Regions from separate parts of the Mus musculus genome. Here all the other regions are linked to region 2. The links are chromatin contacts, called in public HiChIP or PLAC-seq and promoter capture Hi-C maps. All regions are on one chromosome and are shown on one strand. Each heading gives the region's core, a stretch centred on a gene start, on an enhancer-like site or on the middle of the called end of the contact. The rest is flanking DNA. Distances are from core to core; before and after follow the strand shown.

Evidence for each region. Promoter capture Hi-C pulls out the DNA fragments that hold promoters and counts their contacts. HiChIP or PLAC-seq counts read pairs in DNA pulled down with a chosen protein or histone mark.
Region 1: a contact with region 2 is called in an H3K27ac HiChIP or PLAC-seq map of extraembryonic endoderm stem cells, with 4 times the contacts expected there. The contact joins the promoter of Gnpat here to the promoter of Abcb10 in region 2. A contact is called at or near these places in 1 of 39 promoter capture datasets (maxillary cranial neural crest) and 1 of 115 datasets of contacts at active chromatin or transcription factors (extraembryonic endoderm stem cells).
Region 3: a promoter capture Hi-C map of liver shows a contact between it and region 2, with 2.7 times the contacts expected there. The contact joins the promoter of Cog2 here to the promoter of Abcb10 in region 2. A contact is called at or near these places in 3 of 39 promoter capture datasets (liver, pre-B cells and second pharyngeal arch cranial neural crest), 3 of 115 datasets of contacts at active chromatin or transcription factors (embryonic forebrain, embryonic midbrain and large pre-B cells) and 1 of 9 other capture datasets (adipose tissue).
Region 4: a promoter capture Hi-C map of neural stem cells shows a contact between it and region 2. The contact joins the promoter of Mc1r here to the promoter of Abcb10 in region 2. A contact is called at or near these places in 1 of 39 promoter capture datasets (neural stem cells) and 1 of 9 other capture datasets (liver).
Region 5: an H3K4me3 HiChIP or PLAC-seq map of craniofacial prominence shows a contact between it and region 2, with 4 times the contacts expected there. The contact joins the promoter of 2310022B05Rik here to the promoter of Abcb10 in region 2. A contact is called at or near these places in 1 of 39 promoter capture datasets (liver) and 2 of 115 datasets of contacts at active chromatin or transcription factors (craniofacial prominence and stem cell-derived neural progenitor cells).
Region 6: a contact with region 2 is called in an H3K4me3 HiChIP or PLAC-seq map of bone marrow-derived macrophages, with 5 times the contacts expected there. The contact joins the promoter of Arv1 here to the promoter of Abcb10 in region 2. A contact is called at or near these places in 1 of 39 promoter capture datasets (liver), 1 of 484 Hi-C or Micro-C datasets (embryonic stem cells) and 3 of 115 datasets of contacts at active chromatin or transcription factors (bone marrow-derived macrophages, embryonic forebrain and embryonic stem cells).

What each region holds. Positions count from the first base shown.
Region 1 is chr8:124,860,426-124,864,686 of GRCm38.p6, forward strand. It overlaps Gnpat (glyceronephosphate O-acyltransferase), which reads left to right and starts at 2,608. Exons shown (of 16, transcript NM_010322.3): 1 at 2,608-2,887. The coding sequence starts at 2,813. 2810004N23Rik (RIKEN cDNA 2810004N23 gene) reads right to left here and starts at 2,604. Exons shown (of 7, transcript NM_025615.2): 1 at 2,460-2,604; 2 at 521-846. The coding sequence starts at 2,547.
Region 2 is chr8:123,980,707-123,984,484 of GRCm38.p6, forward strand. It overlaps Abcb10 (ATP-binding cassette, sub-family B (MDR/TAP), member 10), which reads right to left and starts at 2,416. Exons shown (of 13, transcript NM_019552.2): 1 at 1,696-2,416. The coding sequence starts at 2,107.
Region 3 is chr8:124,518,827-124,522,574 of GRCm38.p6, forward strand. It overlaps Cog2 (component of oligomeric golgi complex 2), which reads left to right and starts at 1,941. Exons shown (of 18, transcript NM_029746.3): 1 at 1,941-2,125. The coding sequence starts at 2,054.
Region 4 is chr8:123,405,109-123,409,089 of GRCm38.p6, forward strand. Mc1r (melanocortin 1 receptor) reads left to right here and starts at 1,974. Exons shown (of 1, transcript NM_008559.2): 1 at 1,974-3,981. The coding sequence starts at 2,402. The coding sequence ends at 3,349.
Region 5 is chr8:124,661,402-124,665,438 of GRCm38.p6, forward strand. 2310022B05Rik (RIKEN cDNA 2310022B05 gene) reads right to left here and starts at 1,968. Exons shown (of 4, transcript NM_175149.4): 1 at 1,447-1,968. The coding sequence starts at 1,782.
Region 6 is chr8:124,720,747-124,724,465 of GRCm38.p6, forward strand. It overlaps Arv1 (ARV1 homolog, fatty acid homeostasis modulator), which reads left to right and starts at 1,420. Exons shown (of 6, transcript NM_001368372.1): 1 at 1,420-1,596. The coding sequence starts at 1,438. It overlaps Ttc13 (tetratricopeptide repeat domain 13), which reads right to left and starts at 1,226. Exons shown (of 23, transcript NM_001373939.1): 1 at 991-1,226. The coding sequence starts at 1,216.

The DNA of each region.
Region 1 (4,261 bases), core at 1,358-3,857, 880 kb after region 2:
TCTGAGCACTGATAACCAAAGGCTTATTAGGTAGGAGGGTAGCTAAGCAGGCCTAGCTTTATCAAAGCCTGAAGCCTTTCCTTTTGGGGAGGTCAGGGTTTCACTACGTAGACCAGGCTGGCCCTGAATTCATAGAGACCCATCTGCTTGTCTCCTCCCGAGTGCTGGGACCAGAACTGTAGTCATCTGCCTGGCAAGCCCTGCAACTGTTAAGACAGCCTTGGCTCCTTGATTTGCAGATGGCCACCTCCCAAGTCCTGAGCAATCAATACTAAGCTGATGAGAGTGTTTCCATATACCTATGGCCTGGAGGTACTAACATCATAAATTTACCTACTGAGCACAAACACTAACGAGGTTTATAGTGCCCACTTTCTTCTGGGGAAGATTCGGGTTTGGCAACCTTAGGCCCACACGATGGGTAAGATGCTAAGTCCTGTGAGTCATTGATCAAATGCTTGGTCCTGAAGGAAGCCCTGGGGCCCCAGGTTCAGTCTAAGGCCACTGAAGCATCCATTACCTTTGCCGGCTCATCTTCATCTGACTTTAGTTTTCTCTTTTTACTTTTGCTTTGAAACTCTACCACTTCCACTAGCTTGCTGCCGTTCTTTGGGGGAGAGAGGGAGACTGCAGTAGTGACAGGGACTTCTGAAGGGGCAGCGGGAGCAGACTGCAGTTCTTCTCTGAGCTTCTGGAAAAAGCTGGAAGCACTCTTCTTCTGGCCTCGTACAGGAGATCCAGGCAGGGGAAGCGGCTCTACTGCCACATCTTCTATAGTCTCTGAGTCTCTCTTCTTTGCTTTCTTCTTTCGGATCCTTTTCTGCTCTGTTTCACCTTCCGTCTCTCCTGTTCATTTCAACATTAAAAAAAAAATTAAAAATCATCTTAGTTTTAATTAATGCCAATACTGAAGGAATGCCACTTTGCATGGGGCCCAGACACAGGCATCCACTCATGTACACAAAGAAACGAAGTGCTTAGGGCCAGGTCTCATGACTTCATGATCTCCAGGACCCACACGGTGGAAGGAGAGAACTCACTCCTGTGGGAGGTGTTTTCTCACTGCATATGGCGGGGTTGACACACACCCGCACATACATAAATAAATAAAGTAACCGGAAACCACAAACACAGGCAACACTTTCAGAAATCAAAATCCTGCCTTCCTTCCCAGATAGCTGCATACACCTCTGACCCTTAGTAATACAATTACGCTAGTCCTCACACCCGGTGCCATCAACGTCATAGTTCCCAGGACCATGTTAAAAGCATTTGCCTCTATACTAGCATGTCTTTTTACCACACTGCAGGGTTACAGGTACATGTCCGGGTTCTTCTTGTTTTCCTTCGGTTTTGGATTTAAAGGGAATCCAGCTAAACTTTAATTGCTTTAATTTGAATACCTTTACTTTCTACTCTATTTCTCATCTTCAGTTTGTTTCTTCTGCTCAGACTCTCAACAGTGATCTGAAATTTCAATCAGGCGTCTAAGCCTCAGTACTGACCTACAGTATGGGCCCAGGAGCTTTCTGAATACTAGCTGTGTACTTGTGGCCAATGTAACTCTGCCAGTATAGATATAAAAATGAATAGGTAAAGTCCAGGTAGCTGGGAAGTAACTACCGTAATGAATTCCTGCATGTGTGAATATCAACTGTATCTAGGATTTTAAAAATTAGTCTTAAAACTTGTGAAAGTCAGCCAGGTGGTGGTGGTGGCGGCGGCGCACGACTTTAATCCCAGCACTTGGGAGACAGAGGCAGGCGGATTTCTGAGTTCGAGGCCAGCCTGGTCTACAGAGTGAGTTCCAGGACAGCCAGGGCTACACAGAGAAACCCTGTCTTGAAAAACCAAAAAGAAAAAAAAAAAAAAAACCCAAACAAACAAACTTGTGAAAGTCGGAGGCCAAGTGTTGTCGGTGGACACAAAGAACCTAACACAGCGCAGAATGTGACATCAGGCCCTAGACCTTGAGACTCGAGCTCTTAAGGAGGACCTTTATGAAGATGTGTGTACATATATGGGTTGCTCTGACAGTTAATGAGGGAAACACACAAAAATGCATGTACATGTACACCTGGTACGTTCTTCCAAGTTCTCAGCTTGCTTTTGCTTTTTAATCGTGTAAGTGAGCTTGGAATTTTGAGCAACCGCTCCAAAATAAAAACAATACAGCGTTTGTTACGTGTCTGGTTCTAAAAGTCAGGCAATCAACGTGAGCTCTTCTGCCTGCCAGTGCCTGTCCTTCTGCGAGTGGCCTGCCTTTAGTAACCATCTCTGATTTTATTTTCCTGCACAGTGAGAAGGAGAGCAAAAGGTCGGCCAACAAGTGGGGGAGAAGGTCCCGGAGAGGGTAGCGCTTGCGGACATGGCTCCAGGAGACCACGTGGGCCGTGGTCCCGCCGCCTCGGGATGCGTTTCACTGTCTTTGGCCGCCTCCTCCCAGGAGCTACGCTCACCCAGGTCGTAGAGGGTCCGCAGAACGGCGTCCAGGAGTGCCTCCGAACCAGGAGGCTCAACGGAGTCCGAATCGTGCTCCGCCGCCATGGGAATCAGCACGGAGACCCCCCCAGATCCCGCCCAGTGCCCACCACTTCCGCTTCCGGCGCGGCTTCTGCGCGTGCGTCACGGTCCCTGCGCGGCCTCGGGCCTGGTTAAGATGGCGGTGCCCGGGGTCCCGTGCAGTGGCCGTACGGAGTGCCACTGTCCTGGGCAGACGGGAGCCGCCCCGTGCGAAAGAACCGCCCCCAGCGGCTGCACTACAGCCGTGTAGCAGACCAGCCCAGGCCCCGCCAGGGACGGCAGCCGCGCCATGGACGTTCCTAGCTCCTCCAGCTCCCGATTCTCGGTCGGCTCGGCCAGCCCTAGCAGTGTGCTCCTCTATGCGGTAGGCGCCTGGGAGGACCAAGGCCCAGGGCAACGTCGCGGGAAGGACAGTCCCTCCCCGATCCCTATGTCCCCAGCCCACGACCCTTGCTTGTCTTAAAGAGCGGGTCCTAACCCAGTTGGGTACGTGGCTTGGTATCCACGGCAACCATGTGTCTGCGCCTCGGTTAACGCGTCTGCTTTTACAAGTTTGTATCGATGGCGGTCCCTCTGTCCCTTCTCCCCGTCAGGCCGGGAGCCCCCGCACACAACATGAGGGGAGCATTAGAGTTCTGCCTGTTGAGTAGTAATCTTAGTCCTGACCTAGCCCGAGAAGACTTTTGGGTCTCCACCTCCCGCCTTCTCCCCAGCCCTCTACCTTAAGTATTCCTGAGAGAGAAAAATATTCGGCTACAATATGCGCGTAGAGTTTTTTTTTTTAACTCTTACTTGGAACCTCAGGAAATTACTGTCTTCTATTCGTTATGTTTGCACAAGTTTCTGAGTAGGATACCCATTGCCACTGTTTTCTGTCCAACTTACCTTCTACACTACCCCCTTCCGCCCCCCACTTCCTTCCTCTTCTAGTTTTAACTGGTGGTTTGCCCCGTTTGGTTTCCAACAGAGTGTTGGTCACTTACAATATTCACGAGCAATTATCAAGGTGGAGACTTCGTGTGCTTTCACTCCGTGGGTTTGCACAATTACGGGTGGGGTGGGGTGAGAATTTGCTTATTTTTATGTGTATGAGTGTACCTGCATGTGTGTATGTGCACCACGAGGTGTCTGGTGCATCAGAGGCCAGCTCTGGGAATTGAGTTACAGATTGTGAGCTGCCCCAATGTGGTTGCTGAAGGAATGACCCTTAACCCTTGTGCCATCTCTCCATCCTCGGGGGAGAGTTAAAAAAAATCTTAATTAATTATTTTTGAAACAAGATTTTCTTGGTTTGTTCTCTGGCTTTGGCACTAGCTGTGAAGCCCCAGGCTTTCTGGATCTTGCATTCCTCATGCCCTCACCTCCAGAGAGCTAGGATTATAGTCTACACCACCACTCTTGACAAAAGTGCCTTTCAAAGGGTATTTCCATGCTATGCCAGTAGTTAACACCATTTTCTTTTCTTTCCTTTCCTTTCCTTTCCTTTCCTTTCCTTTTCTTTCTTTCTTTTTTTTTTTTTTCTTTTTGGTTTTTTGAGACAGGGTTTCTCTGTGTAGCCCTGGCTGTCCTGGAACTCACTCTGTAGACCAGGCTGGCCTCGAACTCGGAAATCGCCTGCCCCTGCCTCTGCCTCTGCCTCCAAAGTACTGGGATTAAAGGCATACACTACCACTGCCCAGCTTTTGGTTTGGTTTGGTTAGCACAACTACTTTTGGAATGTGGGCAAACTTCTTAAGTT
Region 2 (3,778 bases), core at 1,166-3,665:
GTTCCTGTTCTGACTTACTTAATGCAGACTCCACAGCATGCTGGCAGGGCAGGACAAGTGGGGCCAGATGGCAGGTCACAGACATGACAGGTACAGGCAGACAGGGAAGGGCTAGGTGGCATCAGCAAAGCCTGATTCTCCACAACTTTGAGATCTTAAGTTTCAGAAGCAGAAGCCTAGGTGCCTGCCTCAGCCCCTCACAGCCTGCACACAATTGCCCAGAGTCTCAGGCTCCTCCGTGCACACTGTCTGCTCCTCCCTGTGCCCTCCCCCACTTCCCATGGACATCTTTTAAACCTGGGTTTGGTGGCTCACACTTATAATTCCAGCACTTGGGAGATGGTCAAGAAGATCAGGAGTTCAAGGACATCCTCGGCTACATAATGAATTTGAGGCTAGCCTGGGCTACATGACACCTGTCTCAATAAAACACAGAGGAGGGGGCTGAAGAGATGGTCCAGTGGTTAAGAGCAGTGGTTGCTCTTCCAGAGGACCCAGAGTTCAGGGTTCAATCCCTACTACTCTCACATGGCAGCTCACAACTGTCTATAACTCCAGTTCCAGGGGATCTGACATCCTCACACAGACATACATGCAGGCACATAATATAAAACAAAAATAAATGTTCATATGATGAAAGTAAATAATTCATTTAAAGAGATTAAGGAAAATACAGAGGGGAAAAAAAAAGCTTACAGGATAGCAAAGAAGACAATGACTTTTTCCATTGAAATCCACAACCATTGTAAAATCTGTCTTCTTTTACTAAGGTCACAACAACTTCCTGATTCTCGTAGATGGCAGTCCCCTGTGCCCTTGCTCCACAGGCAACCTGCTCCATGCCCAATAGCCCCCAAAGAGAGTAATTTGTACAGCAAGGGACCCAACAACCTATTTGAAGTCCTGCCTGTTTCAAGAACTGTGTGGCAAAGTCTTTCCTTTTTGCAAAACCCTCATGCCTATCCCATTTCATCTCTGATCCAAACACTTCGCTGCCTGCTAAGCAGGGATTCCCAGGAGCAGGACTCCATGTCAGCTTCCCAAGGTAATCGAACCCACAGGAGGAGGGCACAGTTCATATTCACAGAAGGAATGGAGATTTAGAGCTCTAGCTCTCAGGATGGCTCTGCTCCAACCAGCCTTGCCTGCACCGACTGCCAGACATGTGGGAGTTACAGAATATTGTCACTTAGACCCAGCCAATTCTGATTTCTCTTTAAAAGCCATTTGTCTATCCGGCTGAGTTACTGTCTAGTTCTTTTATGCTGTGGCCAGTGCCTGGTCCTGACCAAGTCACCACTTAGGGAGGTGACAGCCAGCACAAAGCTCACAGTGATCCACTTCATTCTGGGAAATTTTGGTGGTTGCTTGATACTGTGTAACCCTAGCGATGTTATTATTATTACTACTATTATTATAAATGTATACTATAAAGTAGACATGATTTTGGCAAAACTCCTGTTTTTTTTTTTTCTTAAAGGAGGAAACTCTAACTTATTCAGAGAATGCCCCAAAGCAGATGCTGACAAGCTGATAGGGACCAAATATTCTAGTAATAGGCTCAGATGGGGAGTGCCAGCCAGCATCCATAGCTTTCCAACAGGTGTCAGCAGACTTGATCGCCCTTGTCAAGGCCAAGGCCAGGCCGAGGCCCACCGGCCGCCCACTGGCCCACTAGTACCCCCAGGTTCTTACCTGACAGTCTCCCGCGCTCGGGGCGCACCAGCCCTAGGAGCTTCCATACTTCTGAGCGCCCGGTCGCCGCGGGACGCCGCTGCGAGTCGTTCCCAAGGTCTCGCACACCGGTGGCAGCTGCACCCTGGAGCCTGGCGAACAGGGGATGTGCGGCGCGGGGTCCTGCCAGCACCCAGCACCTGCGGGCCCCCGAGGAGGTGGCCCACTGCCCCACGCCGCCAGGCAGCCCGGATAGGGGCGCGGGAAAGCGGAGGCCCGAACCCGGCTTGTGGATCAGAGAGGTCCACGCGCGTACGAGCGGGGTCCATTCAGAAGCCAGCCATATCCGAGAGGAGACGGCCGGGGCCCACGCTCGCACGGCAGGGCCCCGACGCGGAATCAGCAGTAGCGCCCTAGCAGAAGGGGCGCGCATGGCGCTGCGTCTGCCCGGACAGTCTCACCAACCGGCCGGGCCGCACGCCCCGGGACCCTCCCCGCCCGGCCCGAGCACAGGGCGGGGACGCAGCAGCGGCCCGCCCCTCCCGCCCCATCGGGCCAGCGCCCGGGCCGCGCCTTCCGCCGCGTAGGGTCCACCCCTGGGCGGCGACCAGCCGCTAGCTCCCCGGCAGTGCCTTGTCCGGCAGGCAGTCGCCAGCGCCTGCGCCCGCCAGCCGCACGCGGAAGCTTTTTCGCTCTCCTGCGCCCTCCACGACTTGTGAACCTGGAGCGTCCGAGCCCTTTCTCTCGCCGGTCACTGGCGGAGTGCGCATGCGCGGCACTCAGGTCGCCCCTTACGACCTGAGTCTCTTGCTTGAGACCTTTGGGTGCCTTCGCCTTCGTGCGGTCGGCAGACCAAGGAGTCTCCACATCTTGGAGAACTGTGCAATGCAGGAGGTGCCGCAGAGGCCCGGAGAGTAGAAGTGACCCCGAGAGCAGTGGTCTTAAGGACGGCAGGCCGGGAGTATCCTATGGAGGCCTAGGTTGAGGAAGGGGGAAGAGTTTGTGGACTCCTAGATAGTTCACTCGACCAGAGCGAATTCAGCCGCACACGCTTTTAATCCCAGCACATAAGAGGTAGAGACAGGCAGATCTGAGTTCGAGGCCAGCCTAGTCTATAGAGTGAGTTCCGGGACAGCCTGGGCTACATAGTGAGCCCTGCCTTTAAAAAAAAAGGGGGGGGAGGTTGCAAAACAACCTCAACACCAGTATTTTAGTTCAATATATTCCTAAAACCCAACACGAATGGGGGGGGGGAATCAAGGGACAAAACATCAGACTTTTCAAATGCATAATACCCCAGTTCCAACCCTGGAAAAGTCATTTATTAAAATAGGGAGTGGGAGGGTAGTGCAATGTTCAGTTCAGGAGCACCAGGTCCCTGAGTCCACACAGATAAAGGAGAGAGAGGGGGAGAGAGAGAGAGAGAGAAAGAGAGAGAGAGAGAGAGAGAGAGAAAAGAAAGGAAACCAAGCAGTTAGCAGCTGGTTGTAATTTGTTTATCTGCTTTCTGTTTTGTTTTCCTCATGTTTGGCCCAGACATTGAGCACTCCTTGAATCGAGGCAGAGGCAGGTAAATGTGGATCTATTTGAGTTCTAGGCCAGCCTGGTCTCATAGAGAGTCCCAGGATAGCCAGGGGTTACATAGGAAAAAAACCTGTCTCAAAAAGCCCAGTAAAAATAATAACATAAGAATCTTTCATATTTGTCTGGCTCCTGAGATCTCAGCATCGTTGTATGTTTTCCACACTCAGACAAGGGCCTCACCTACATGTGAAGTTACGAGGTGGAGGGGGTGAACAACACCGTGAGTGAGGTTAAGTCTGCCTTGAGCAAATTGGAGATGTGGGAAGCAGGCATGTCCTTTAAAATCCAGCCCTGAGGCCCAAGAAGACTTGAGTTTTCTTCCCATCAGTGCAGGAATTATAAGCCCCAGGGAGTCACAGTGTGAACTACACCCCAGCCACACTCAGCAGGACCCAGGTTCCTGCCCAAGCTCCAGGAGCACTTCCTGTTCCTTCCTCTTGGACCCCAGCTGAGCATCGTTAAGGAAGGAATGGCCTCCAGGCTGGCAAGAGTAGCCACTTTCTGAAAATTATTGTTATTA
Region 3 (3,748 bases), core at 691-3,190, 540 kb after region 2:
ACCCCTTCATGTCTTTAAAACCAGTACCACCTGAGTGACTCCTATACATTACCAAATCCAACTGCCAGCATGAGGTACGGTACGACCTTGGCCACCTCTAGAACACAGCTTCTCTGTGCTCTCAGAAAATGCTTCCCAAAAACTTTCACCTCAGGGATACTGGTCTCTTCTTAATCATCACTGATTTCTTAACTCCAGATAACCAGCATCAATAGTCCCAGTCAGAAAGGTTTCACTTCGGTAGTTCTGGTATCTTATTAATCATAGCTGATTCTTCAGCCCTAGCTAACCAGAACCATAGACTTAAATCAAAGTCGCCAACAGCCCTGATAGTCTTTAAACTTCCTTCTGAAACTTCACCAGCCAGACCCCTCCATCTTCTGCCTGCTTTCACCATTCTTATCTTCCAAGCGTCTACAGAACATTCCACTGAGCTCTTAATATTCAATGATTCTTCTAGCACAAAGTTCCAAAGTCCTCCCACAATCCTCCCCAAAACATCACTGAAGTCAGGTCTGTCACAGCAATACCCCATTCCCGGTACCAATTTGTCTCAGTTAGGGTACCAGGCTAACTATGGCTGCAACAAAACACCATGTCTTAGTTAGGGTTTCTATGGCTTCAACAAAACACAATGATCAAAAAGCAAGTTGAGGAGGAAAAGGTTTATCTGGCTTACACTTTCAGATCACAGTTCATCATTGGAGGAAGTCAGGACAGCAACTCAAGCAGGGCAGGAACCTAGAACAGGAGCTGATACAGAAACCATGGAGGGTGCTGCTTGTTAGCTTGCTTCCCATGGCTTGCTCAGCCTGATTTCTTAATGAACCCAGGACCACCAGCTCAGGGATGGCCCCACCCACAGTGGGCTGGGTCCTCCCTCACAGAGCACTAATTGAGAAAATGCCTTACAGCTGGATCTCATGGAGGCATTTCCTCAGCTGAGACTCTCTTCTCTCTGATGACTCTAGCTTGTGTCAATTTGACACGCAAAGCCAGCCAGTACACCACTGAATCTTTGCAGCAATTCCAGGGTTAGCACACTAGGCTGAACACAGTCAGGTTCTTTGATAAAGGATGGAGGAAAATATCAGAAGGGAACAGCAAGTTCTAGCCCCAAGCTTCTAGGAATCAGGCAGGTTTCCCAGGAGTCTTTGTTTCTCTCTTGGCGAGCACCTCGGGTCCCTCCCTTGGTACCTCCAATTTGCCACTCTGAAATTATAGCGAGAGGCTGAATGCCACATCTCTCAGACTAATAATAACAGCAGAGAACTGTTCGCTTTGTTAGGTTCGAGGATAATACTTTGAGTTGGCAAGAAGGGCTTTGTTTGATCTTTTACAGGAGGAATCGCTAAATAAGGTGTTGGTGAAGTGTTCTAACAATATCTTCCCATGACAGCTATGATGGTGGTGGTAGCCTGGGTAAAGAGGACCTGGAGACAGGCTGGGGGTTACTAGAGCATGGTCAGCGTATGGCGAGTTCACGTTGCCTAAACTTGTGAGGGTGAAAGATTTGGTAATAAGAATAAAATATTAACAAGAAAGCAAGACTTCTTTGCTACACACAAACCAACATGTTAGGGACATCGGCTGCAGTCCAGCCTATCCAGCACATGCTCAGGCGATAGGGTCTCTGAATTTTACCCCAACATTCAGTTAGAGGGATGGTGTCCTGTTTGGTCTAAACTGAAATACAAAGGGATCACTTTCCTCTGACCATCTTTAAGGGCAGTGACGTTTTCTCTCCTCACCAGGAGAAAAGAACAAGGCTGTCCTGGTTCTTGACTTTTCTCCCAGGCCAGCTGCCTCGGTGCATGCGTGAGGCTGCAGTACCACGCTCGACTCCCGGAGGCAGTAGCGCCAGGCTGGGAGCTTCCGGCTCGAGGGCGCCGCTCTTATCACCAACAGTGCGCAGCCGCCCGCGACGCTCGTCTATTGGCTGTCGCTCGCTGCTGCCATACTGGCGGAAGCGGAAGTGGAGCTGGGACGCTGGGGGTGGGCTGGGCTGCCGCGTCCCCTGCGGTCTTGGCCTTGAGGGGCGGCGGCCGGCGTGATGGAGAAACGCAGGATGAACCTGCCTACGGGGCCGGACACGCTGTGCTTCGATAAGGACGAGTTCATGAAGGTGAGGGCACCCGGCAGATCGCCGCTGAGTTGGCCGGACGCTGAGGCCCGGTGGTTCCCAGAGGCTCCGGCGGGTGTCAGGGACGTGGGATGGAAGGTGGCAGGGGTGTCCAGGCTGAAAACGCTCTGACATTAAGAAGTGGGAACCTGACAGCCTCGCCACGCTGCAACCCAGCGGCCCTGCTTACAAATCTAAACCGAAAACACTTGGCTGATAACATTTCACCGAGCAGGCACAGCCTCCGAACGGCGCAGGCTTTGAGCCTGTTAGTTGTACCTCTCCGCTGTTGTCACTTAAAACAACCCCAAACATATTTACACCCGCTTTCTTTCTCGAGACAGGGAGGGTTTTGAGTTGTAGCCCGGACGGGTCTCGATCCTCCTGTCTTAAGGGCAGAAATGGCAACTGTGAGCTAAAAGTTTGTGCCATTTAATAGTTGCGATTTGAGGGACCATTTCAAAGCTGGTTCCGAGGTTAGGAATTTCTTTCTGTCTCTTTGGCACATAAAATACTAAGCAAACGAGTCCAAGTCTTACTGTATAGAGTGTGTGTGTATGTGTGTGTGTGTTGTGTTTGCATGTGTGCACCCTGCTCCCCTTTCACAATCGAATTTTTCCCTCTGACTTAATTGGCCTATCTCTGTTCTGGTATTTGCATTTAGTTGACATGGCCAAAGAAAGCGCTGAGGTTTTGGTGTTTGGATTTTAATTTATATGTGACTTCTGTACTGTGCCCACGTAGGTTTCCATGTGTGAAAGGCTTTTTTGTGTGTATGTGTCTGCCTTCCTGAGTTTATGTGCACAGTGTGTGCAGAAGCCCTCAGAGGCCAGAAGACTGTGGGGTTCCCTAGAACTGGAGTTACAGGTGCTTGTGAGCTGCCCTGTGGGTGCTGGGAGCCAAACCCTGGTCCTCTGTTAAAGTAGTAAGCACTCTTAACTGCTGAGCCATCTCCAATAAATGAGGTTCAAATGGGATGCTTGAAATAATGATTCAGAAAGCCCCTGTTACATCCTGTGACTTATGGATACCTTGGAAAGAGGGTTAAAAAAAAAGAGCCAAAGGTACATGACAGGGACAAGAGTCTGGAGGAAGAAAGCTTGCCCGGGGATCGTGGCCTGTTTTTACTTTAGGTGAGAAAACTTACTGTGTTCACTGTTCACCATTTAACTCAGGCCTCCTGCAGGCCTTGTGCCAGCAGCTGTTCTGGGCCATTGCCTCAGGGTTGGGCATTGCCTGTGTCTCCCTCACTCACACTGAGGTGATACCTCTGTTGGATGCGATGCCTGTGAGGAGATGGCACACAATGTGAGTAGTTAGTGAGACAACATCAGCAAACCTGGGACGGAATGGCCGGACTGCTCCACGCTCTTTGATGCAGTCAGCTCTCTGAGTGTGCCACGCAGTTTGTAGTTCTGCTGATGTGGCCATTTCCATTGAAGAGGAAACAACATGGAACAGCCATTGTGTGTGATGTTGGTTTTTCTAGGTGGAGCCAGAAATTAAGGCCCTTTATTATTTGTGCTTCCTTCAAAGAAGTGTTTTATGAGTTAGTTTCGTGGCAGAAAGGACAGGAGGAGTGCCTGTTATCCAAATTTTATGTGTACATTTGTATTTTATTCAACA
Region 4 (3,981 bases), core at 724-3,223, 580 kb before region 2:
CACCCAGAGTCACTATATCCTCCTCTGTCCCTGTGACACAGGACACCTGAGGGTGTGAACAGTTTGTAAATCAGGTCCACCATCCACCAGTGTGCAGGGTGGTTTGGCTAGATCTGCTAAAGCTGAAGAGTACCTGTGTCATGTCTGCAGGGTTGTACTGGTCGGGGTCATACACATAAGCACATGTGTGTGTCTGCCAGACGGTATACAGGACCTACCAACAGCTAGTCATGATGAGGCTGGCCACAGGCTGCCAAATGTCCAGCATGGGCCATCGACATGGCGGACGCTGCACAACCTGAATGTTTTAATCACCTAACTAACAAGGTGCCTTAGTGTGAACAAAGTATAAGCCTGAGGATTCTTTTCTCTATGAGGTTCTGAGACAGACAGTGGATAGTCCTGAGGCCCAGGGAGGCCCAACACAACTCTGCTGTAAGTTGTATCTTATCAAGCGATCCGGGAAAATAGACCTGACCACGTTTGACTTAGAGGGTGTCACTTCTATTTGTCATTTATTGCAGGAGTAAAGACCAACGTCTGTTAATGTATGCTTTAAGTGTTGCTCTGTGGCTTGGGAACCACCTTGTGAGCAGACGTTGCCAGAGTTGGCAAAGAAGGAACTGACTCCTAGTTGAACGTGGTCGAGCACACATTTGATGCCAGCACTCTGGCAGCAGAGGGAGGCAGGTCTATTTCAGGTTACATAGTGAGACCCTGTCTCAAGACAACAGAAATGACTCTTAAGGGGACTGTTACAGACACTGAAAGTGCCCTCCAGCGAAGCCCTGCCTCACTCCCCTGCTGCCTTTCTTTTCTTTTTTTTTCTTTTTCCAAAACAGGGTTTCTCTATGTAGCCCTGGCTGTCCTGGAACTCACTCTGTAGACCAGGCTGGCCTCGAACTTAGAAATCCGCCTGCCTCTGCCTCCCGAGTGCTGGGATTAAAGGCGTGTGCCACCACCACAGCCCAGCTTCTGCTGCCTTTCTTAAGTTACTCTCCTCACCTGTATGCAGAAGGGGCCATCCAGTGCTACTGAGACAGCATTGGATACCATGGAGAGAGTCCAGCAGCAACCAAGGGTGGGTTGCTACCACCACTGCGTGCTATCCTGACCACTATGAATAGTCACATGCCCAGCTGCTGGCCCACAGAGGCTGGAGACAGATCTGCCCTGATGTGGTTCCTGGCTCCAGGGCTAGCATGTGCTCCACAGCGGAAATGAGACTCCTCAAGGGAAGGGGTGGGGGGTGAGACTAAGAAGATGGGATGTGACTGACCAAAGCTTGCTGGCCAATAGCCTCGGGGCCCCCTCTAGTCAGTCAGCTTCCTACCACACCCAGAACTGTAGTTAAGGGAGGCTTCAGCAAGCTTGGGCCCATGAGGGACTTAAGCATCAGCTCTGCCAGAGCTCATCTGAGCCCCTTGGCATAGGGCTCTTTCCTGCCTTGGCCCTGCCTCTACTTGTTGATTCTCAAAGTTCTTGGACCAGCCCCTAAAGCTACCTTGAAGTCAGTAGCTGAGTTGCTGCTATATGAACACATCTTCAGCTTCAGGTGGAAATGCCACTGCCATTGGCACACTTCTAATGGAGAGTGGGAATGAAGGTGGGAGGTAGGGGTGCCTCATTCACACCCAGTGGCTGCCTGAGGCAGCGCAGCCTGAGAGAGAGAGAAAGGAGGTTTCAGACAACCCAGGAAAGTGATTTTTGAAGTGGGCTTGGAGCTTTAGGTAGGGCCACTCAGGGCAGGTTCTAGTGAGGTTGAATGCCTGAAAGAGATTGGTAAGTCACAGGGGCTTTGAACACAAAAGGGAGAGGCAAGACCCTGTGTTGGAGTCCAAAGCTAGTTTTCCGGTTTCTCGGTGCTGCCTCTGCCCCCTAGAGGCAGCCTGGGGCACTACACATCCCTGGCACATGCCCATCATGTGGCCACCCTCAGGAGGAGGGGCTCCAGGGATGAGTTAAAAGATTAAGAGAAAAGCTCCCTTCTTCTCCAGAGTCCCGTCTACCCTGGCTTGGCGAGGGAAAGGAACCAGACATATATCAGAGGCAAGTAACCAAGAAGTCTGGAGGTGTTGAGTTTAGGCATGTCTCTACCTGAGCCACTTGGGAAGAGACAGGGAGAACAGCAGAAGGCTAAGCTACTTCACACTGGCAGTGAGAGTCCATGAGCAGAGCTCAGGGTCCTCAGCAGGAAGTGTCTATGCCATGCCGAGGCTGGCCTGTCCAGCCAGAAAGAACACAAGTGTAAAGGAAAATCGGAGCGTGCCTGTATGGAAAGAGGCCGGTCTGAGGGATGTCAGAGACCCCCGACAACAACATGAAGTGAATCAGAAGCTGGGGGCTGATACCACCTGGAGCTGCAGCCTCCACAGACCGCTTCCTACTTCCTGACAAGACTATGTCCACTCAGGAGCCCCAGAAGAGTCTTCTGGGTTCTCTCAACTCCAATGCCACCTCTCACCTTGGACTGGCCACCAACCAGTCAGAGCCTTGGTGCCTGTATGTGTCCATCCCAGATGGCCTCTTCCTCAGCCTAGGGCTGGTGAGTCTGGTGGAGAATGTGCTGGTTGTGATAGCCATCACCAAAAACCGCAACCTGCACTCGCCCATGTATTACTTCATCTGCTGCCTGGCCCTGTCTGACCTGATGGTAAGTGTCAGCATCGTGCTGGAGACTACTATCATCCTGCTGCTGGAGGCGGGCATCCTGGTGGCCAGAGTGGCTTTGGTGCAGCAGCTGGACAACCTCATTGACGTGCTCATCTGTGGCTCCATGGTGTCCAGTCTCTGCTTCCTGGGCATCATTGCTATAGACCGCTACATCTCCATCTTCTATGCGCTGCGTTATCACAGCATCGTGACGCTGCCCAGAGCACGACGGGCTGTCGTGGGCATCTGGATGGTCAGCATCGTCTCCAGCACCCTCTTTATCACCTACTACAAGCACACAGCCGTTCTGCTCTGCCTCGTCACTTTCTTTCTAGCCATGCTGGCACTCATGGCGATTCTGTATGCCCACATGTTCACGAGAGCGTGCCAGCACGCTCAGGGCATTGCCCAGCTCCACAAAAGGCGGCGGTCCATCCGCCAAGGCTTCTGCCTCAAGGGTGCTGCCACCCTTACTATCCTTCTGGGGATTTTCTTCCTGTGCTGGGGCCCCTTCTTCCTGCATCTCTTGCTCATCGTCCTCTGCCCTCAGCACCCCACCTGCAGCTGCATCTTCAAGAACTTCAACCTCTTCCTCCTCCTCATCGTCCTCAGCTCCACTGTTGACCCCCTCATCTATGCTTTCCGCAGCCAGGAGCTCCGCATGACACTCAAGGAGGTGCTGCTGTGCTCCTGGTGATCAGAGGGCGCTGGGCAGAGGGTGACAGTGATATCCAGTGGCCTGCATCCTGTGAGACCACAGGTACTCATCCCTTCCTGATCTCCATTTGTCTAAGGGTCGACAGGATGAGCTTTAAAATAGAAACCCAGAGTGCCTGGGGCCAGGAGAAAGGGTAACTGTGACTGCAGGGCTCACCCAGGGCAGCTACGGGAAGTGGAGGAGACAGGGATGGGAACTCTAGCCCTGAGCAAGGGTCAGACCACAGGCTCCTGAAGAGCTTCACCTCTCCCCACCTACAAGGCAACTCCTGCTCAGCCCTTCAGCTCATTCAGCCTGGGCTCTCCTGCTGGGACAGACATGAAGTCTCTAAGTTAAAAGAATGACAGACAAGCCGGGCGGTGGTGGCGCATGCCTTTAATTCCAGCACTTGGGAGGCAGAGGCAGGTGGATTTCTGAGTTCGAGGCCAGCCTGGTCTTCAGAGTGAGTTCCAGTGACGGCCAGGGCTATACAGAGAAACCCTGTCTCAAAAAAAAAAAAAAAAAAAAAAAAAAAAAAAAAAAAATGACAAACAAGAGCTAAGGGGGAGCAACTACTCTTGGTGGAAGCTTCTGATAAGAGGATTTGTGGCCATGAAAACCCAGCCATAGCC
Region 5 (4,037 bases), core at 718-3,217, 680 kb after region 2:
ACTTTGTTTTTGGGGGGACCAGGATGGTTCATTAGTCTGGAACTTGCTCCCCAGGGATCTGCCTATATCTACCTCCCAGGAATCACAAGCATGTGCCTCCCTCCGCTTCCTGGTTGCTAGAGACCCTCACACACGCATGGCAAAGTCTTTACCTATGGAACTATCTCCCCAGCCCCTACTTGCTTTAAACCACACCAGTCCGCGAATGCAGACTGACCCCAAATGAGAAACTGGGTGAAAAGAAAACTGGTCACATCTCTCCTTATCAATGACCCTGGCTCCAACATGGCTTGGCTTTTTGATATACTCAGGGCGAGTGACATCCAGTGACATCCAGTCTCCAGCATCTGTTAAGTGCGGACAGGGCGGCTTCCTCTCAGATTTATTTACCTAAGACACTGCCAAAGAGGAACTGCCTGCCTACTCATCACCCGGATCCAAGCACGAACTCCGTCCACGTCTTTATGGAGGTGCATATTTTTCACAATGAAATGCCTCAGCTCCAGGAATATATTTTAAGACTTATATTTTCATCTCCCACCACACCCTTGTTTTTCCTGGCAAAGCCCACAAGAGTTTCAAATGGGATGGGGAGCAGAAGGCAGTGTTGGCGGATAGCTAGCTCTCTGCCTTCACAATTCCCTGGCAGGAAAGTGGGTTCGTGACCACAAGCGTTCTGTAGTAACAAACACTGACGGATACCTGGCCTGAAAAAACCTGATTGAAATCTCATCCTTAACTGGTATTCCCTCCGCCTGGCACAACTTCTCCAACAGAAAAACAACAGCAGCAACAACAACAACAAAACTCTCCTAGCTTCTCCTCCCTGCCTCCACCTAAATGGACGTTCAGAACTCTAGCTGCTACCGATTTTGTCCTCCAAAACAAAGTTGAGTCCCTGAGGTACCAAGTCCATACTCTGGTGGCACAAAGGGCTTCAGGGAAACCATCTCTTGGTAAACCACCAGGTTTCTGAATAGTGCAGACTCCTGGGCCTCAAGAGCAAGGTCAGCCGGGAGCAATTCTAAGTAGTTATTTTCTCTTCCCCCAGTGTCTAGAGCCCAGGCTAGATAATCAGGCTTGCTGGAGGCATCTAAACTTACTCTGTGTTTGGGTGGGAACCGGGGCTCACATGTCAAACCCAAACACACTCTCTCCATTGTAGTCTACCAGGGACGTACCCCAGGGCAGCGGTGCCTGGCAGTCCCACCTTCCCCACTGAGGTCCTTATACTTAACACATGCCGGCCACTGAGTGATCAGGAACTATAGACATTTTTCCTGTTTCACATCAGAAAACTGAGGCTGTACGTCGTACACTCATCCAGGCTCGCTGGTTTCCTCTCTACTGTTCCCACTTTGTCTTTAAAGGTCCCTTCTCCGGGAGATTTCTGAACTCCCCCTCGCCGGCCACTCCGCCCTGGGTGGCCCGTCCCGCCGCACCCACCTCGTCGCCGAAGCGCACCAGCTTCTGGCCCGTGGGCCCGCGCAGGCCAGGGAAGCGCGCCGGGTCCCGCACGTCCCCCGCATCGGCGGCGGCCGCCGGGGCGCGAGGCCCCACCAGGCAGCGGTCGATGATTTCGTCCTGCTGCGCGGGCGGCAGCCGCGCCCACTCGGGCCCGTACTTCTCCCGGATCTTCTCCTTGTCCTGCATGATCTTCCTGGCCATGGGGCTCAGCGATGAGAAGTAGGTGAAGCGCTTCCGCTCCCGGTCGTCCAGCGGCCGGTTCCCGCTCATGACGGCCGAACGCGAGGCCGCGATCGCCGCCGCCATCGACGCCATACCCGGCCCGCGCGTCCCGGTCGGAGCGCCGCCTCCCGGTCCGCCCGCGCCCCGCCCCGGGGCTCCGCCTCCGTCTCCTCCCGGAGCGCCGTCCCTACCCCACCCGCTGAGCCCTCCTCCTCCGCCCCTGGCTGAGCACCGCCCCCAGACCTTCCCGGGACACCCTTCGTACGGGCCGCCTACGCCCCATCTGGTACCGGTCGGGACCACTAATCGTCCCTGAGCCCGGTCGGCACTTGAAGCCCCGCCTCCATCTGGAGCCCCGCCCCCACTGGAGCCCCGCCCCCGAGCTCCTCCTGTTATGGCCCTTCAATTTCTCCTCCATAGGACGCTTTCCGGGACCCTAGGGCATCTCTGGGGCTGCTACAGAGTCCCCCATACAAGCGCCGCCGAGATTGGAGATGACCACAGGGGTTAACTCAGGGCGAAGACCGCCATGGCGCCACGTGGCACTGATGACAAAGGAAACTTCCTCCTGCACGTGCCCAACCTGGCTTTCAATCATCCTCTCTCCTTTGCGCTCTCAGGCATTCATTGCTTTTTCAGGTTTGCGCTCTGTTCGCTGGGCGATCCACCACACTGAGCCGGGGGCTAGGCTAGGGCACTGACCCACCAGTTGTCAACCAGGAGGTTGGATTCCCGCCCGTGGAACTTCTTCTAAGCCTGGCATGGAAGCATCAGCGTGGGATACTAGCACTGTTTTGGCCTAGGCGGGAGACTCACGGCAAATTCAAGGCCAACCTGGGTTATATGGTACCATTATCCCCACAGAAAGAAAGACCCCTGCTAAAAGCATGCAGTGTGAGCGAAGTACCCCCTCTCAGAAGAGCTACACACCAAGGCCTCTTCAAACCCTCAAAGCCCTTGCTTTCTGATGCTTGCCACTGTGAGGCAGCAGTACACACACACACACACACACACACACACACACACACACACAGACACACACACACCAGTCTATTAAATCTCAGGACTCTGTCTTTAAAAATCACTCTTTAAAAAAAAATCCTAAGCAGGAATTAAAGAACTCTAGTCAGCAGCAGACGCTGGTCAGCGTAAGGAGCCTGTATTCCATCAGTTTAAGTGAGGGGACAACCCAAAAGCTTAAACTTCCAAAAATGGCCAAGCTAATCCTGGAATCTCAGAAATCATAAGAACTCCGGGAGGTTTGCTGACTACAAACAAACTGAAGAGGATGGAAAGTTCCCACAGGGAAGCAGATGTATCCCCAAAGGGGTCAGGCTTGCTGCTGAGACCACACGATTAAAGTTTAAGACAGGGCTGTGGGATGTTTGTGGCCCCATCCCACTCCCTGATTTTCACAAGACTAACAGGTCTCAGGTAAGCATGGTGTCCTATTCTGAAAAGCAACTAAATACCAACCGTGGCTTAGTTGTCTCTAAAGTAGCCCTTGTCTAACACTAAAGGCAAGTGCAGAAATAACTTGAATTCCCTGATATAAATGGAATGTCACAAATGTGTCAGGCTCTAATAAAATATATCACCACTGTCTTAGTTATGGTTTCCATTGCTACAACAAAACACCATGAGCAAAAAGCAAGTTGTGGAGTAGAGGGTTCATTCAGTTTACACTTCCCAATCGCTGTTCATCACCAAAGGAAGTCAGGATAGGAACTCCCACAGGGCAGGAACTTGGAGGCAGGAGCTGATGCAGAGGCCATGTTGGGGTGCTGCTTACTGGCTTGCTTCCCCTGGCTTGCTCAGCTTGCTTTCTTATAGAACCCAGGACCACCAGCCCAGGGATGGCACCACCCACCATGGGCTGGGCTCTCCCCGCCTTGATCACTAATTGAGAAAATGCCTCATAGCTGGTTCTCATGGAGGCATTCCCTCAAACAGGGCTCCTCTGACTCTGATGACTCTAGCTTGTGTCAAGTTGACACATAGAGCCAGCCAGTACAACCACCAAGACTGTTATCAGGTACTGGGGATGTGGCTCAGTTTATAAAGTGCTTGAGTAGCATGCACAAAGATGAGTTCCATCCCTAGTGCCCTGAAATCCAAGCATGGTTCACAGATGAGATCCCAGTACTTGTGTGAGGTCGAGGAAAGAGGATCAGATGTTCAAATCCATTCTCAGTCCGTTCAAAGCTAGCCTACATTACATAACAATTTGTCTCCAATTGTGTGTGTGTGTGTGTGTGTGTGTGTGTGTGTGTGTGTGTGTGCCAGCCACAAAATAGGCATGGTGGTTCATACCAGTGATCCTTACTTTGGGAAGGCTGAGGCAGGAG
Region 6 (3,719 bases), core at 170-2,669, 740 kb after region 2:
TTTCCTACTAAGAGCCTTTGGTGGTTAAGACAAAATCTGTCTGTAAAGTTGAGCATGGAAGCTCACACTTGTAAGCCCAACTTGGAGGGTTTGTAGAGAAGGATCGTGGTAAATGCAAGTTCAAGGCCAGCCTGGGCTCAGAGAGACCCTTTCTCAAAAACAAAACCTCATAGTCAAGTAAACGGAGTCTCCTATTTACAGACAAGTTCACAGACAGGTAACCCCCTGCCCTGAATCAGGAGGTGACATTAACAATGGTCATTCGATTCACTAAGGAATGCTGGCCACATCAGCTGCAACAGTGTTGGGAGGCAAAGCCAAGACACAAAATAAGTCCAAAAGCCATTCCAAGAAGTCAGATGGTGCTCAAAGGAAGTCAGATTGCACTAATCTTGAGACTGCATCTCAGCTAAGAAACTAGGTAGTGTTTGGGTAGGCATATGGTGCTGAACATTGGTGGGATGTTTTAAAAGGCATTATCAGCCAGCTGCTACTAGGTATAGAAGACCCAGACCTTCCCCACGGCAAGTCGGAGGGACACCCACTGAGGGGAAGGGAGAGTGGAGAGGGTACTGATGGGTAAAAACGCCCACTGTACAACTCAAAACAGAAAGAGCATGTGCATTTTGCCCAGAGCCTGACCAATGAATGAGCCTGAGCAGCTGGAATGCACGCAGGAATCAGGCCTGAAGCTCTCTCTCTACCGTTGGGGGTACATCTGAGGAGCACGGGTCAGTGCTCATGTCACCCCGCAAATCCAACCTGCTTGCACCTCTCAAGATTGGATTCCTGAGGTGGGGATCGGGCAAATCACCTACCGGAGCAAGCAGAAAGAAGTCTGACTTCCTGGCCCGTGCACGCCAGCAGGCACCCTCCAGGCAGGTCCTTATCCCCGCCGCCCACCTGAGCCCATCCCCGGTGCCCCCACTTCCCAGATGCTTCCACGCTGGGCAGGGGCGGCCCAGGGAGAGGGCGGCTCGGCCCACTCACCGCACTCCGGGTACTGGTCCGCCCAGTCCCCCGACTGCGGACAGCCGCCGCCCGCCGGGGCCTCCTGCTGCTGCCGGTGCTGAAGCTCCTGCTTCAGCAAGGACAGCGGAGAGTAGTGCTCGGTGGCCCGCGCGCAGGCCAGCGCCCCCAGCAGCAGGAGCAGCGGCCGCACCACCGCAGCACCCAAGCTGCCCGAGCAGCCGCAGCCGCAGCCGGCAGGTGCCATCTTCCCGCACGGCGCAGGCGCGGCCCTGCTCTGCCCGCCGCGGGCAGGTGGGCGCGGCGCGCAGCCGCAGTACCCGCTGGGAGTTGTAGTCCTCGCCCTGTTAGCCTCAAGCACTCATTCAGCGCTTGGACTACAAGTCCCAGTAAGCCCTTGGGTGCCCCTCCCAAGGCCAGTCCAGGCGTCTTCCGCCAGCGGCCGGAAGCAGGAGCCCTAGAGTGGCCATGGGGACCGGCGGGCGTAGGGGGACGCGGTCCGGGAAAGGCACGGAAGGCGCAGCGGCGACTTCTTCCTCTTGCCTGTATCGTTGTATCGAGTGCAACCGAGAGGCTCAGGAGCTGTACCGGGACTACAGCCACGGCGTGCTCAAGATAACCATCTGCGTGAGCGCGCCGGGGGGCGGGGCGCGGCTAGGAAGGCGGATCCGAACTTGCTGTGGTCCGGGGCGAGGCCTGGGAGCTTGAGCACGTGGGGGAGGAGTGGTCCTTGTGATGGTGTGAAAGAGAAAGCAAGGATGTGCTTGAAGACTGCCTAGGCCATAGATGTTCTAAGACTTGTGGCACCCAGGAGTGGTGGCGCATTTCTATGACTCCAGCACTCCACTCGCATGCCAGGCAGGAGGAGAATCACGAGTTGGACTCCAGCCTCGATTGCCGCGAGAGAGAGAGAGAGAGAGAGAGAGAGAGAGTGTGTGTCTCAAGCGAATAAACGAGTGATGGAGAGAGATGTGATTCACTAAGGAAATAGGAATTGTAGCAGGAAGCGTGTCATTCTCTTGTTGATCCTGAGGAGATGGAAGCAGTATTTGAGGTCTGGTACTGTAGAGAGTTCTTAGAAGAAAACTGTGTCTTATCGGGGTACTTGTCAATTTAATAGTAAATAATACAACAATTTAACCGAAATGGAAAGCATTTACCACGGCCGGGGATGTTGCTCGCCATGTAGGGCAGCCTTAGATTCCGGCTCCAGCACCACGCCTGTAATCCCTGCAATTGGGAGATGGAGGCAGGAGGTCCAGAACAGAAAGAGAGGGAGGGAGAGAATGAATGTCTCTCTGTGTGTTTCCTCTTTATACTCTTAAGTGAAGGCAGGAGGAAGCAGTGGAGAGAGTTCTGGTGGGAAAGGACTCACTGATTCATCAGGTCCACTGATGGAGGAAGTCAGCGTGCTCCCTATGTGAGGATGGATGGACACAGGGTAGTAGAAGGAGGTTCTTTGGGTAGAGGTCACTGCCTCTCATTGTAACAGTCTTCAGATGGCAAGATGGCATGCTGTCTTAGCCTTCTAAACTGTCAGGTCCCTGAGGTTAGAGGATTGTGAGTGGCTCCAGGTGATTAGCTTCTTGGAGCCCATGAAGTTCTGGGGAAGGAGAGCTCTTGTCCTGTCGCATCTACAGCACGAACATCTGGCTGATAAGTGATACCGAAGGAATAGGAGGAGTTTTGTGTTTCCTGATGCTGGTCTTTCCCCTCCTGCTTCCAAATTTGTCTGCCTCCTTGTCCTGACATTTGGGATACTGTCCAGAAGTGGGATTTAGCTAGCTTTTAAAAGACAGAGAGGGACTTGCCATTTTAACAGTTTCTCTTGGCACTAATGGTGCATCTCTGGGCTTGGGGGAAGAGATATAACCTCCACATCTGTGCAGAAAAAGGGGATCTGGGAAGAGCCTCCGTCCTGGGCTCGACATCTAAGAGTGCTTGCTCTTAACTCACAGGTAATTGAAAAAATGTTAGCCTCTATGCCTCCATTTTGACAGAGAGATTGACTTTTTTTTTTTTTTTTTTAAGTTTTTCGAGATAGGGTTTCTCTGTGTAGCCCTGGCTGTCCTGGAACTCACTCTGTAGACCAGGCTGGCCTTGAACTCAGAAATCCGCCTGCCTCTGCCTCCCAAGTGCTGGGATTAAAGGCGTGTGCCACCACTGCCCAGCTAGAGATTGACATTTGAGAGGGTAGCACAACTACCAGTTCACTGGTAACTGGAGAGGCGTGGTGTTCCTCACAGTGGTGTCTTCCCGGGGACAGGAGTCTGCTTTGTTATGTTGTACAGGGTTACAATTCTCCGATGCACTTGACTTTTTCTAGGTTTGGTGTGACTAAAAGGTGATCCTGGTCTGCCTGTGATTTCTGTTCCTGTCGGCCTTTCAGTGTTCACTTGGAATGGAAGCCACTCTTTTTTTTTTTTTTCCAGTGAATGGTAGCATTGGTGCAACTTTGAAACTAATACTGTTCCCATGTCCATGTCCACGGGTTGTCTAATAACCTGTGATTTGATGTGATTTAACCCAGTTCTAATTCTTCCCCTCACGGTAGAGGAGTCTGAGAGGAAGTCATTTGGAAGCTGAGGGAGTCTTGATTTGGGTGACGTAGGCCCAGGCTGCACAACCCAAGCCTGTGCACACAGTGTAGCAGCACGCTGCTGTGTCTGTGGTAGCAGAGGGAGAACATTTTATTCCAAGCTCTTGATCTCATTGGAGAAAAGGCCGGGCTTAGGTTGCTAACACTGCAC